3 separate regions of the Mus musculus genome follow, and regions 2 and 3 are each linked to region 1. A link is a contact called in public Micro-C and promoter capture Hi-C data. All regions are on one chromosome and are shown on one strand. Each heading gives the region's core, a stretch centred on a gene start, on an enhancer-like site or on the middle of the called end of the contact. The rest is flanking DNA. Distances are from core to core; before and after follow the strand shown. Region 1 holds the start of Arfgef1 (ADP-ribosylation factor guanine nucleotide-exchange factor 1(brefeldin A-inhibited)). Region 2 holds the start of Prex2 (phosphatidylinositol-3,4,5-trisphosphate-dependent Rac exchange factor 2). Region 3 holds the start of Mybl1 (myeloblastosis oncogene-like 1).

Evidence for each region. Promoter capture Hi-C pulls out the DNA fragments that hold promoters and counts their contacts. A called contact is a pair of places that touch in the nucleus more often than the background predicts.
Region 2: a promoter capture Hi-C map of hippocampal neurons shows a contact between it and region 1, with 4 times the contacts expected there. The contact joins the promoter of Prex2 here to the promoter of Arfgef1 in region 1. A contact is called at or near these places in 2 of 39 promoter capture datasets (cranial neural crest and hippocampal neurons) and 2 of 115 datasets of contacts at active chromatin or transcription factors (astrocytes and stem cell-derived neural progenitor cells).
Region 3: a contact with region 1 is called in a Micro-C map of embryonic stem cells, with 8 times the contacts expected there. The contact joins the promoter of Mybl1 here to the promoter of Arfgef1 in region 1. A contact is called at or near these places in 5 of 39 promoter capture datasets (the 3T3-L1 cell line, the C10 cell line, the HPC-7 cell line and 2 more), 8 of 484 Hi-C or Micro-C datasets (CD4 T cells, CD8 T cells, embryonic stem cells and 3 more), 4 of 115 datasets of contacts at active chromatin or transcription factors (bone marrow-derived macrophages, effector CD8 T cells, memory CD8 T cells and 1 more) and 2 of 9 other capture datasets (adipose tissue and liver).

What each region holds. Positions count from the first base shown.
Region 1 is chr1:10,230,122-10,234,500 of GRCm38.p6, reverse strand. Arfgef1 (ADP-ribosylation factor guanine nucleotide-exchange factor 1(brefeldin A-inhibited)) reads left to right here and starts at 1,831. Exons shown (of 38, transcript NM_001102430.1): 1 at 1,831-2,130. The coding sequence starts at 2,007.
Region 2 is chr1:10,991,496-10,995,874 of GRCm38.p6, reverse strand. It overlaps Prex2 (phosphatidylinositol-3,4,5-trisphosphate-dependent Rac exchange factor 2), which reads right to left and starts at 2,410. Exons shown (of 40, transcript NM_029525.1): 1 at 1,966-2,410. The coding sequence starts at 2,082.
Region 3 is chr1:9,698,170-9,702,548 of GRCm38.p6, reverse strand. Mybl1 (myeloblastosis oncogene-like 1) reads left to right here and starts at 2,340. Exons shown (of 15, transcript NM_001290397.1): 1 at 2,340-2,614. The coding sequence starts at 2,595.

The sequences.
Region 1 (4,379 bases), core at 582-3,081:
AGGGAGTAGCAGGTAGTTTCTGAAAATTTTTGTTTAATGAGTTAACCTATTGGCTACGTCTAGCTGCAAGGGAGGCTAGAGAATGTTAATGCGGCTAAAAACAGAGACAGGGTTTCTCTGTATAGCCCTGGCTGTCCTGGAACTCACTTTGTAGACCAGGCTGGCCTCGAACTCAGAAATCCACCTGCCTCTGCCTCCCGAGTGCTGGGATTAAAGTCGTTCTCTACGACGCCTGGCTCAGATAGTACTTTCAATGAAACCTGGTTTAACCCTAGCATTAGGAAGCAAAGACAAATTAGAAATGGAGTATGTTTCCCTGATGTATAACAGAATGTACATTATATTTGATGTAGGAGCAAAATGAATCTCTAATTTCGAAGATTTTAGTGTTTAAGATGAAGGTAATGGATTTGTAGATTTCTCAGGACAACCACATTTTGATGTATCTGTCCATTTTAATTGTATGTCACCTTCAGATTTCCCATTTTTATTTCCTTTGGCTTTTCATACGTCTCAAGTCTTGTCACTTTGCAGCGTTCACACCTTTGGATTCTGATTGCTGCATTAATATAAATCCACAGCTAACACACTCTAAGGAAAAGAAAGCAAAAGCTGTATCCTAACCGGGATCCCATGTTGCTGGAGACACGCAATAGCATGGAACCCCCTGTAAACCGGCTGCATTTATTTCATGGGATTCTTAACGTTTTCTCTCAGAAGCAATGCGGAAATTTGAGTTCTGTGGCATTAAAGCAGGCACAGTATGGTCAGGAGTATCTGTTCTTAAAGCTTTTCCATTCTGAAAACTCCGGATTAAAGGTAGAGAACGGGAGGGCTCTGTGCGGTACCTGAGTCAGAAGCACTCACCTTAACTTCAGTGTCAATCAGAAAAGGGCATGAAACCTAGGGTTTACTGATTTACCCTATTGAGAGATTTAAAAAGTGAAAATATTCCTGAATCTTCGCCCAGTGGTTTTTAGCTTACGTTTTGCAAAAGAGATCCATCTTGAAGTAATTGAAAGTATCGGTCAAGGATAGCAATTTCCTACACCTGAGAAGGAAATTTAGACCCCGTGTGGCAGGCGGAAACCAGGTGCGCCTGAGGGAGCGACGCGGGTGTTCCTGTGGCCCTAGGACCGCGAGGAACTTTGCTCCCCGGCGACCGGCTGTCCAGAAAGTTGGGGAAGCCCGTGCACGGTAGGCAGGGGTCCTGTCGTCCCGGCCTTGGGAGCGCCCCTGTGCTCCGATCACGCATCCCAGTAGCCCGCAAGAGCAGAAGCCCCGCGCCACGCCGTGCCGCGCAGCAGGACGCCCGCCACGCCCCACGCTGCCCTGCAGGCGAACGCGGGAGGCGGCGAGTCCCCGCCGGGCCGCCGTAGAGTTGCAGCTCCGGCCGCTCCTCCCGCGCCGCCCTCCGCCCCTTGCCTCTCGGCGCCGCGGCAGCTCTGGGCTGGCGCTGGCACCGCCGCCGCCGCCGCTTCCTCTCCGCAGCCGTTCGGCCGCTGCGTGACGCGTCGTTTCCTCTCAACATGGCGTCCGGGGCAGGTCGGCGGTGATGGAGGCCAGTCGGCGGCTGCGGCGGATGCTGGTCCCCACGGTAGCTAGGGCAGCCTCGCGCCTGCTGGCAGTGTGAGGCGCCGCCACCTAGGCCCTCGGCCCCGGGAAGACGGCCGCCCGGGCCGAGTGCCGCCGCCGCCGGGCCGTAGGGACGAGTGAGGCGGGCGGCCGGGAAGCGACCCCCGGGCCGACGGCGCCGAGGCCGGACGGGCGCGGCCCTCGAACGGCGGCCCCTCGAGCGTGGCGAGGCTTTCGACGCCCTTGGCGGCCCCGCGGCCGCTCCGCGTCGCCGGCCGCTTCCTGGTGCCGCCGCTGCCCTCCACGCCTCCTCGCCCCCACCGCCACCTCCTCGCCTTTCTCCCTCCCCGTCCTCATCCCGGTCCCCGTCCCCCTCCTCCGCCTTCCCTCCAGCCGCCGGGACCGCCGCCGCCGCCGCCTCCTCCGCGTCCATGTATGAGGGCAAGAAGACGAAGAACATGTTCCTGACCCGGGCCCTGGAGAAGATTCTGGCCGACAAGGAAGTGAAGAAGGCGCATCACTCCCAGCTGCGCAAAGCGTGCGAGGTGGCCCTAGGTGAGCCCGGAGGAGGCCGCGGCGCGGGGTGCCGGCCGCGAGAGGTGGGCGGCGTGGCGGGCGGCTCGTCCGGGGAGCCCTGCTGGCCGCCCGACTGGAGTTGACAGCAACTCGGCTGGACGCGGGGCACCGGCTGAGTGGAGGAGGATAGGCGGCCAGCCGGGGCCCCTGGAACTCGAGATGGTTACGGATCGCGAGGCACCTGGCTTCGAGTGGTCCACAGGACGGGATGGGGGGAGGGTTGTTGGTGGCCCCTGCGGTGCGGACAGAATGTCATCCTTTGTGATGGAGCAGAAGATGAGCTGTTGTTTATTAGCTTAGAAATTGAGGTGGGGCCGATCTGACGAGACTGAGCGTGGGGGAGGGTTCCGTATTGCAATTACAATAACTTTATGATTTGGCGTGGTACTTTGGGAAGAAAGGTTGAAGTTGTTCCCTCGTTGACAGTCTCGAGAAAGGGGGTTGCAAAAGGTGCCTCGAGTTTGCCATCTCTCTGCCCCAGCTACAGGAAAAAAGAGTAGTAATGTAACCTACTGGGCTGACCTGGAAGAACAAGACTAGAGGTTAAGGGGGTGGCGGTGGCCGTGTCTGTGTGGAAATGTGGAAGGAAAGAACCTTTAGATAAATTGACTTTAGGTAACACAGAAAGGGGTGTGTGTGAAATGAGAGAAAAGAGAAAGACAATGACACCCACCAGCCACATGTCTGGACAGTGGCAGCTGTTCTCAAGCTTCAGTTGTGATTTATAGTTCAGACAGAAGAGGTCTAGTGTAATGAAGCCACAGCAGGGCAAATCCCAAACAATACCTATAAAACCATTGTAGGCAGATAACGATTTGTTTGCGGTAGGTTTGGTAGGTCTAGTGCATCCATCAATAAGAGAATTGTTAAGGGAGAAGCCAGAACATTTAACACAGATAAATTTGTGATGCTTACCCTTTTGTTTATAGCCCTGGACCAGAGCAGCTCAACTTTGCAAGAAATGAAAATGGTTAAAAGTGATTTTTGAAAAACATTTTTGAAAGGGGACAAACTAACTTTATGCTAAAGTAAGGGGTCCAGATAGGTTAGAGACAATTTTGCATTTAAGTTTTGACTTAAGACTACCATTTAACTTACTCCAAATGTTACAGCCGCCCTTCCTCCTTTTTTTCTCAATACTTAGTAATATGAAAAACATCAACTGGATTTGTTTAACATCCACCAAAAAATGGTCCTTTTTGTTGGTGGTGTTTTGTTGTTAATGTAGTAGTATAGTGGACTTAAATAGTTCCTTCCTTTGCCCTTCATTGGTCATAAGTTCCCATTTTGTTATTGTAACTAACAACACGTTTCCAGGTGAATGAGAAGACTATTGTACAGTTGCAAAAATTGAATTTATATTTGGGTCCTGAAAGAAGTCATTATTAATTGGAGTGATAGGAAGGGTTTTAAGAACTTTTAAAATTATTGTGTGCTGTAGGGTTTTCAGTAACCTGGCAGGGTAAAAAAACAAATGAAATTCAAATTAAAGCTTTAGTATTTAAGAACTAAGCTTTGCTGTGTTAGAGTATGTGTGTCCATTTTTTTTCCTTTTTTTTTTTTTTTTTTTTTTTTAAGCAAGGGGCATGGGGGCATGCAGACAGGTTCCAAGTAGCCCAGGCTGGCCTAATATTTCTTTGTAGCTGAGGACAACTTGAACTTTCCTAAACCACTGTCTCTGATTTTGAATTCTGGGATTATAGACAAATGACGGCTTGTTTTAGAGGTGCAATGCAGAGGATGGAACCCAGGGATTCATTTGTAGTGGCAAGCATTCTATCAACTGAAAAATATCCAAACCCAGAAAGTATTTCCAGTATGCTAAAGCATACACATTTACAGGTTTTAAGTAAACTGGTTTTTATGTACTTTTTTTCTCTTTCCAAATACTAAAATGAGTATGTTGGCAGCTCATCGAAATGAGAGTCTGGGGTTTAAGTCCATCTTTTGTTACAGTTCAGTATTACTGTGCTTGGACTTTCTCAGTCCAGTTAAGGGTAGTGGACTCAGTGAATGTGAGTGCGTTCTTCTGCTAGATACATCTGGTATTCTTGCCGCTCTACATTTCTTCAGAAAGTCTGTAGCTCCCTTAACTGCAGCCCTGACATTTTTAGGCATAGGAATTCTTGATGGTGTGCTCTTTAAATCTTTTGCCATTTAACGAGTACCAGAGTACTTTGTTTACAGGAAGTTTTTTGGGTGTTTTTGTTTTTAACAAGAGGCATTTT
Region 2 (4,379 bases), core at 1,161-3,660, 760 kb before region 1:
AAAGCAGAGCTCATAATTTCTAAATAATGAGCAAAATACTATTTCTAAAAAGAAGGTGCAATTGATTTTATACTTCTATTATCTCTTGTCTCATTGTTACAGAATAATGAGTTTTTAAATCTAAAAATCAGGTGTTCAGATAAAAGGGAAAACAAACAAACATCTTATGTGTGTTTAGGGTTGTTTGTTTGTTTGTTTGTTCGGTGTTTTTTTTTTGGTTTTGTTTGTTTGCTTGTTTGTTTGGAGACAAGGATTCTCTGTGTAGTCCTGGCTGTCCTGGAGCTCACTCAGTATACCAGGTTGGCTTCAAACTCAGAAATCCGCCTGCCTCTGCTGTGACTGTGGGCATGTGCCAGGCTGTGCGCATGTGCAAGGCGAACATTATTTTAAATAAAGATCAACAAGTTGGGTTTTGATTTTTGTTTTTTGTTTTTGTTTTTTGAGACAGGGTTTCTCTGTATAGCCCTGGCTGTCCTGGAACTCACTTTGTAGACCAAGCTGGCCTCGAACTCAGAAATCTGCCTGCCCCTGCCTCCCGAGTGCTGGGATTAAAGGCATGCGCCACCAAGTCCAGCTCAAATTAGGTTTTGAGACTCCCTGTTTCTGCAGCTTAGCCTTGGCAGTCCCGGTTTCCATCTATTTTCAGAAAGGCTCTTTCTAAGAATGTCGCAGACCCTTCAAATCCAAAGACTTATCACCCAACAAAGTTTCATGAGAGTCAAATTTGAAGTCATTAAAAGTTTTATCTCCTTAAAAACATGCTCTTGTCAATGACTGCTACATGAACACATACAATAATCCTACCTATCACTGGTTACCAGGGTATTCTCCCAGCACGTGAACCTCAAAGAACGTGGCCCCCAAGCGTGGGTAAAATGAATTTGAGAATCCAGCTTGTGTGTTATGCATCTCCTGAGACCTGAGATGTTGTTCTTCCTGACACAGCCAAGTGAATTTCTACAGGGTGGCTGCTAGCACAAACTTTACAGACTGAAGGAAACTGAAGGAGGAAGTTCGGAGTTTGAAACATTTCCCTTCCAACCTGGGGCTGGGGGCAGGATAGAACACTGGGATGAAGGAGAAAGTGGCCGGAGGATCTGGGTGGGGTTTTAACTCTTTTTCTGAAGGCCGCTCTCAAATATATCAGGATGGACAGGAACTGGCTGTAAATTCTTTGTATTTTCCGCAATGAGGAAAATTCCATCCTTAGGTGATGTCTCAGGAGTTCATTTTCCCACAGTTTTTCCTCTTCTGCTCTGAGACTGAATGAAATGATTTGGGGGCAGAATTCCAGTGAGTCAAACTGGGACCTGGAAACAGCTCCTGCCCAGTCTGTGAAACCCTGAAATTGTCGACTCGAGGTGAGTTTCATGATACCATTTTCAAGTGGTCGGCGTGCACAGGAGACTAGGACCCAAGTGGAGGGCAGATTTAAATCAGGAGAAAGAAGATTGTAGAGCTGTGAGGGAGGCGCACACATGTGGCTTTAATATGCAACAGCTGCCAGGGATGGTGACCCCGCTGCTCTTGCTCCTTCGCCTCCACCCTCAGAATCCAACGTTTCAATGATTATACCTAAAGGGACTTCACTGCTGTTGATCTAATAACCGACTCCGGCTACACAACATTCAAGGACTTTTAAAACACTGCATGTACCTGAAGGTAGCAAATTGAGACACAAAATCAAAACAAAATATGAGCCGAAAGAAAGAGGATAAGGAAAATGACACAATGAAATTTGCCCTGGGAGATGGATAAAGAAAATTAAGCGCAGATGGAACAGGCAGAATGGCCACTGGTTAACTTCTCCCACGCGAGTTCTTCAAGGCCTTGGCCACTCTGCACCCGTTCATCTACAGGTCTGTCCCCCGAGTCCCCGCGGTCCCCGCGTCACCTTTACGGATGCCGGGTGCTGGCGCAGACAATGCTCCAGACTTGGTGCCGTGCGCGGGGCCGGCTACTCACCGACACCAGGAACTCCAGCGTGCCCACGTAGTCGCGCTCGGTCTTCTGCAGCTCGCTGAGCACGCACACGCGCAGGCGAAGCTGCTTGTCTACTTCCCTGGCGCTTTCGTCGCTCATGGTGGCCGGCGGGGCGCGGAGCTGGGGGCAAGTGCGCTGCCCCGCGCCTGCTGCCGCCACTGCCGCCACTGCCGCCAGCAAAGTTGCCGCCTCTGCCGAGTCCCAGCCGGAACGCGTAGCTTCACATGCTGGCCGGAGGCCGGGGTGTGGGCAGAGGACTGTGCTCGGGCTGCGGTGCGAGCGCGGGACGCGCGGGACGCGCTGGACTCAGAACGGGACAGTCCCCGGAGAGCGGGAACCCAGCCCGGCCCGCTGCTCCGGCCTCACGCGGCTCCAGCCCGAGGGGAGGCGGCTCCAGCCACAGCGGTGACTTGGACATCAATCAAATGCTTTCAATCCATGTGACTCCGACCCTTTACCCTTAGCCAAATCTCAGGAAAAAGGAAACACAACCCTGGGGAAGTGTATCCTGCCAGCTAACTAAACACACACACACACACACACACACACACACACACAGGATGGAACTAATCCGAGGTTCCCAAACCTAGAAGGACACTTGTGAGGGCTGCTCTTGGGAATCCCGCCCACTGTTTAGCTTTAATGTGTTTTGCACCAAGTCTGAAAGCAAAGAAACAAGTCCCCGCGGTTACATAACTGCTTGGGAACAAAACAACCACACCACTGACCCTCCCGCGTTTGACAAGGAACACATTGATTTTGAGTTTTCGTCTACTACGAAACAGGTTCGGTTTATAGAAAAAAACAGCAAACAATGTTATTTCACAGGCAGACAACCTCTGTCAAAGCTTGAAATGTCAATTAGTGTGATAAATGAGGACATCAGAGCAAAGTAGCAGCCCTTACCTATGCACTGATTCACATAGAATAAGCATCACCCTGGCTGAGTACTTTGTAACACCGGGTGTATCTAAATTTTTTAAGTCTCACTGTAGTATTTCACTATCAGTTTAAATTCAAGAATATTTGTTCTCAGCTGTTTCCAAGAATTGTAATTTTAAAAAGATACAAATGTTGGATGAGGATGCATAGTAGGTGATTGACAGATGATACCTGAAAGACAGGTGGATGATAGCTGATTGACAGAGGACACACAGAAGCTAGTTATGCTTCAGTTTTGAAATGGAATGGCCAACGCATTTGATTTTAATGTTTAAGTTTATTGAATTCTCCCTTGGGACCAGAACCAAAACCTATAAATCTAACAAACCAAGTGATCCATTTGCATTTCCATCTAGATATTATCAACACATACTTTCAGAGCCATTTTTTCTACTTTACATAGTGTACAGCTAATGACATTTAAATAAATGGAAGTCGCACTCCTGAGGCAAGGAAGAGGCGGCCAAACTTGTTCCAAGATTCAGCAACCTGAGATAAACTAAAGATGTTTCCCTCGTTATTTACACTAAAGTTATCTCCAGTTTCCCATAAGTCTTTTCAAAATATGATTGTGACTTCCATGAAACAAAAAGGAATCTCGTACCTTCTTCTCATATTAAAGATTCAATATTTGAATAATATGAATGACGCTGATGGGAAAGGTAGCTTTTCTGTTTCCCTTGCATCTGGCTATTTAGAGGCAGCCAGGAGCAAAGGGCAAATAGTGTGGACAGCTTCACACAATAGCAGAAGAACAAAGGACGCAAAAGACAGACCTCACAGAGCCTGGTAAACAATAAACAAAAGAAACCAGAAAGCAGAGGAAATACACCCAACAGCTAGTGGGAATCAACCTCTCTGTGTTCCACAGGTAGTAGTGAATGAATGCACTTTTTGCCCCCAAGAGAAAAAAATGATATAAACAAGACAGAGTTCCATCTAGTGCTCTGAATGAAATAGAATGTTTTCTCTTGCCATTTGTTCCCAGTTAGAAAGCCACATTTCTATCAAGCCATTTTGTCTATGTATAGACCTCTAGAGCAAGCATCTTACACTTGAAGAAAAACGTACTTGAGTCTTAGTCATCATTGAGGCTTTACCTATCCAGAAACTTTGGCTGTGTTCTACAAGATGCCTGGGAGACCAGTATGAAAACCATGAAGTGCTAGGATCCGAGGATCATGTAGACCATGAGTGCTAGGAAAATATTTCAGAACACAGGTCATAGGTCACTGCACTGCAGTTACTGGAGGTCTCCTCAAAACGAATATCCCTTCCCCTACCCTCCATGATTTTTTTCTTTAATTATCTCAAACATTATACCCTATATTCTTTCAACAGGGTCCTCAGATTCTTAGACTCCCTAACATTTGAAGTCCACCCTCTAAAGACTTACAATTGAGTTAGGGACAGAGTCAGGTACTTAAATAATTCCATTAAAAGACACACTTCAA
Region 3 (4,379 bases), core at 1,091-3,590, 530 kb after region 1:
GCTACACTTCAAATATGGAGGTCAGAGTATAAAAACATTGGGTGTTGATCCTTGCCTTCTACTCTGTAAGACTGTAAAAGTACTGGGCTTTTCTATGCTTGCTCTTGTTCTGAAATAATGACACAGGGACCTGGTATATTTATTAATAAGTTTCAAGTACTACAGCTGAGTATATATCCATCTATTCTAACCGACTGTGCTGCCTACTACACAGCCACATGACCCATTACTTGCCATTTTAGGCTCTCCTGGCTGCTCCTCTCCATCTGTGTCCACAAGGTCATTCTCTTGTCTGGATACCTCCACCTGGGACTCCCTCAATGGGATTGGAAGTCCTACCTTCACTCTCCTCCCAATTATAGCCCGATCAGCTCTTCATCAACCAATCAGAAGTGGCGGGGAACAATACACAGGAAATGCTTCAATAATAATGACAATGCTAACTCTCAGATCTCAGGGCACAGTAGCAGCATCTGAATACACAGCATACAAAACTCTCCCCCAACATCAGAGTCTTGTTCAGCACTACATAAAGCAGTCCAGCTGGCCAGAGAACTTCAAGTGTTCTTCTTTATCTGCCATCATCTGCTGTAGGCGCTCTGGAGATCTGGTCAGCCTTGAGTACATAACACCACCTTGTCTCAAAGTATTCTGTAATACTATCTTTGGGAGGACGTTTCCCTATATAAAACAATGAGAATAAATTTTACTTAAAAATCTGATGCACTTACCTTCAAGTTCTAAAACGGTTGTTTGTATAAAGCTGATCATAACCTAAGAATATCAGTTTTGCTTCCTGTTAGAATAAAAATGGAACAATGCATACCCAAGAGTAAATATGCTTCCAAATGACATTTGAAGACTAGGAGGAGCATTCCATCATGTAGCCCTGGTGAAGCTAAGGTAGATCATGAAGAAAGTCTGGGCTCTATACTGAGTTCAAGATCAGCCTGGGGTACATAACAACACCTTGTCTCAAAAATATTAATTTCTAAATTAGTCTCTCTCTTTAGAAGCTACTATGGAACTCAGAAAATAATTTAAAAGTGCTTTTCCTTCCCAAAATATATCTTGAGAAAAAGGAAGTTATTTTTTTTTTAAAAGCGAGTGTGTATCTACCTGGTTGTTTTGAATTGCAAGCTCATCTTGATTTGTATTTGCACCTGTATCTCTGATTTGCAAAAGACGATGCGTACAGTTTCAAAATAGCAAAAAATGTCAGTTTGTAACAACATTGATCTGTGGTTCATCACTCTATGCAGTAGAGCATGGTGTCTTGCAAATTTGGGCTCTTCGCCGTGTCTAATCGCTACTGTAGTTAATAATCTCCTTGTATGCTTCTTTAACCGTGTAACTGTTGAGAAGTTGCAACTGTAAGAGGCCCCTTCCCCTATGCAAGATTTCAGTTACTCCAGCTTTCAGGCGCACCTCCGGGACTCTGGGTTCCCCGCGAAGAGCATCCCGCCCCCTTTGTAGACGGAGTACGAGGTTGAGCTTCTGGAGCACTATCAACCTTTTCCCGTTCCACGCAAGCCTCGAGATAACAACTCCCCACTTATCACACTTTTATTCATCTCTGGGGAAAACAAAAGACACAACAACAGGGTCTTGGCCAGTTTCCTTGTCCTTTCGGCGCAGAACTAACTCACACATGCTTAAGAAAATAACGGCCGCGCAAGTTTCCTGGCTAGAAGGTTAAGTAGATGACCGCGCCCTTAAGTGGCGAGACTCACAGCGCGAACTAGCGCCCGCGAGGTCCTCCCCTGCCCAGGACCCCGACTGTCCCCGCCCCAGAGGCACGCTCCGCACCCCTCCGGAGGTGGCGGCGGCTGGATCGGCCCCGGCGCCTCTTCCGGCACACACCCGGGGCGCAGAAACTCGCCTTCCCAGCAATCTCCGCGCCCCACTGGGTGGCTCACCCCGCGTTCCGTGTCCTGTCACCTCGGCCCGTGAACCGGCCTCGCGCCTCCCCCATCCCGCCCCGCCCCTCCCCCGGCTCCACGGCGCTCCGGGACTCCCGCGAGTTCCAATCCTGGCTTCTAGCCCCGCCGGCCCCGCCCTCTGCCGCGCGCGCCCTCGCCGCCCCGCCCCCGCCCCCCTGCGCGCGGCCGCCCCAGCCAATGAGGTTCGGGGCCGCGTGCGCAGATTCAAACGGCGGCTCTTGAGGGAGGCTGGGCGCGAGATTCGGCGGTGCGGACAAAACCCTGCAGGAGGCTGCGAGTGCTGCAGTGCTGCTCGCTGCGGGGAGAGGGCGGGGGTCGGCGCCCGTGACGGAGCGGCGCAGGGCCGGCAGCTCTGAGGCGGAGGCGGCGGCGGCGGGCGGGGCGGCGGCGGGCGGGAGCACGCCTCCTGACATGTCCAGGGCATCCCTGGCCGGGCCCGGCCGCGGCTAGGAGCAGTGGGTCTTGGTCCGCCCCTCTGTCCCTCAGTCCCGCCTGGCCCTGACCTGACCGGGCCTGCTTTCCGCTCTCGGTCACCTGAGGGAAGGAGTTGGGGAAGCGGCGGGTGGGTCTCGGAGAGGGAGCATTGGCCCCAGGCTGGAGGAGGCTGACCCCGCGTCCCCGCCCAGCCCGCGCCTATGCGGTACTTGAAGGATGGCGAAGAGGTCGCGCAGGTGGGTGCCATCCCCTCGGACCCGGCCTAGCGGCCCTGTCTCGACTCTTGCTCTCTGTCCTTTCCTGCTGGTCCCCACTTAGGCCCTCTCGAGCCTGGGGGGCATAGGTTTTCCTGTTCGGTGGGTGTCCCACACCCGCTTCGGCCGCGCTGGCCTGAGAGCATCTATCATTATTAGACTCCATCATTATTAGACGACTGTGTGTAGGACTCTCTCTAACAAATGCTCAGGTTGCTGCATTGACGGATTCTCCCACAGCTCACGCCCAGACTTCTAACTTCTCACAGCCACTTTCAGGGAGGTTTCTTGCCAGGTAAGTTTGCCCACTGTCAGGGGATACGCCACGCCAGGGGAAGCGGTTGTGTTTGCCTGGATGACTTGAAATGGGGTTCTCTCCTCTGACTTAATCGTGCCAAATCAAAACAGATCTCCTTGACAAACCTGGGCGGGCACGGTTCTGGGAAATCTTGAGAAGGGAATTCGCTAAATCTCCCTTGTGCGCACTGCTCTTCTGAGCTTTTCTTTTTCTTAGTATCTTCTGAGGACATTGTTACGTTGTTACTATCGAGTAAACTTGATCCTAAACCAATGTGTCTTAGTTACTTTGTATCTCAAGTATTCATGTTTGATTCTGATTGTATCGGCATTGTAACAAGTAGGACACAATGTTGTTGTTGTAGAAAGATGTGCTAGGATGTCTTTATGCACCTAACTTTTATTTTATGCTATTGTAATAGCTACTCCTAAATTGTGTGGCATAATCAGATGACAAAAAAATCTAGTGTCTCGATTTTCAGTATTAAGGAAACCTGAAAAGTATTTCTCAGAATTTCCATTTATCTAGATACACAGCTTCAAAATCTAAGAGTCATATTCCCTGAGCTGAAATTTAGTACTGAGAGTCATTCATTGCAGAGTTTGATTTAAAATAACTACGCATAAAATACTTGGCTTTATTCATATATTCTTCTATATGTAGGTTGGTTCTGCAGATATCAACATAAATTTAATTATGACATAATTACTTTATATAAAGTGGCTGCAGAATAGATTGAACATTGAAGTGGAACAAGTGTGCATATACGCATACACCCACAGGCACACTACCTTGGTCTTTTATCATTTTGGATGAGGTAGTTGTAGGGGTTTTTAGCAGCACCTTTACCTTTACTCAGTAGAAGACAGTAGCCCTTTTTCCTACAGTCAGGACAACCAAAACTGTTTACAGATGGTGCCACATATCTCTGGGGGGATGGAATCTGGACCATGCAGGTAAGAACTGCTGATCTACAACTTCAAAGACATAACATTCCCATCTTCATAAAAGATGCAGATTTAAAGATAAGATTGCTGGAGTACTGCTTTAGGCTTTTTGAGTTTTGAAGTCTAACAATGCTTTTAAATGATGTGTAAGTTAATTGAGACAATATAGAATGATGTAAAAAATGATGTAAAAAGTTATAGTTCTGGAGTAATTGTGCTGCAGTGAAACACTTCTCTGGAAGTATGTAGATAGAGGGTGTGATGAGAGATCACCATCTCTGGTCTGTTTCTTTGGGTTTTCTTCAGTGAGTTCCAGGTGCTGTTAAATTTCTTATATATTTAAATATGATTCCTGTATTAGAAGATAATGAAATGTTTGAGGATGAAATACCTTATTCATTGGGCTTTCTTCTTTGGCTGAGAATCTTAGTAGATATGAATTCAATATATAATAGAGAAACAAAGGTCTTCAGCATACAAACACTGAGGTGAATGCAATATC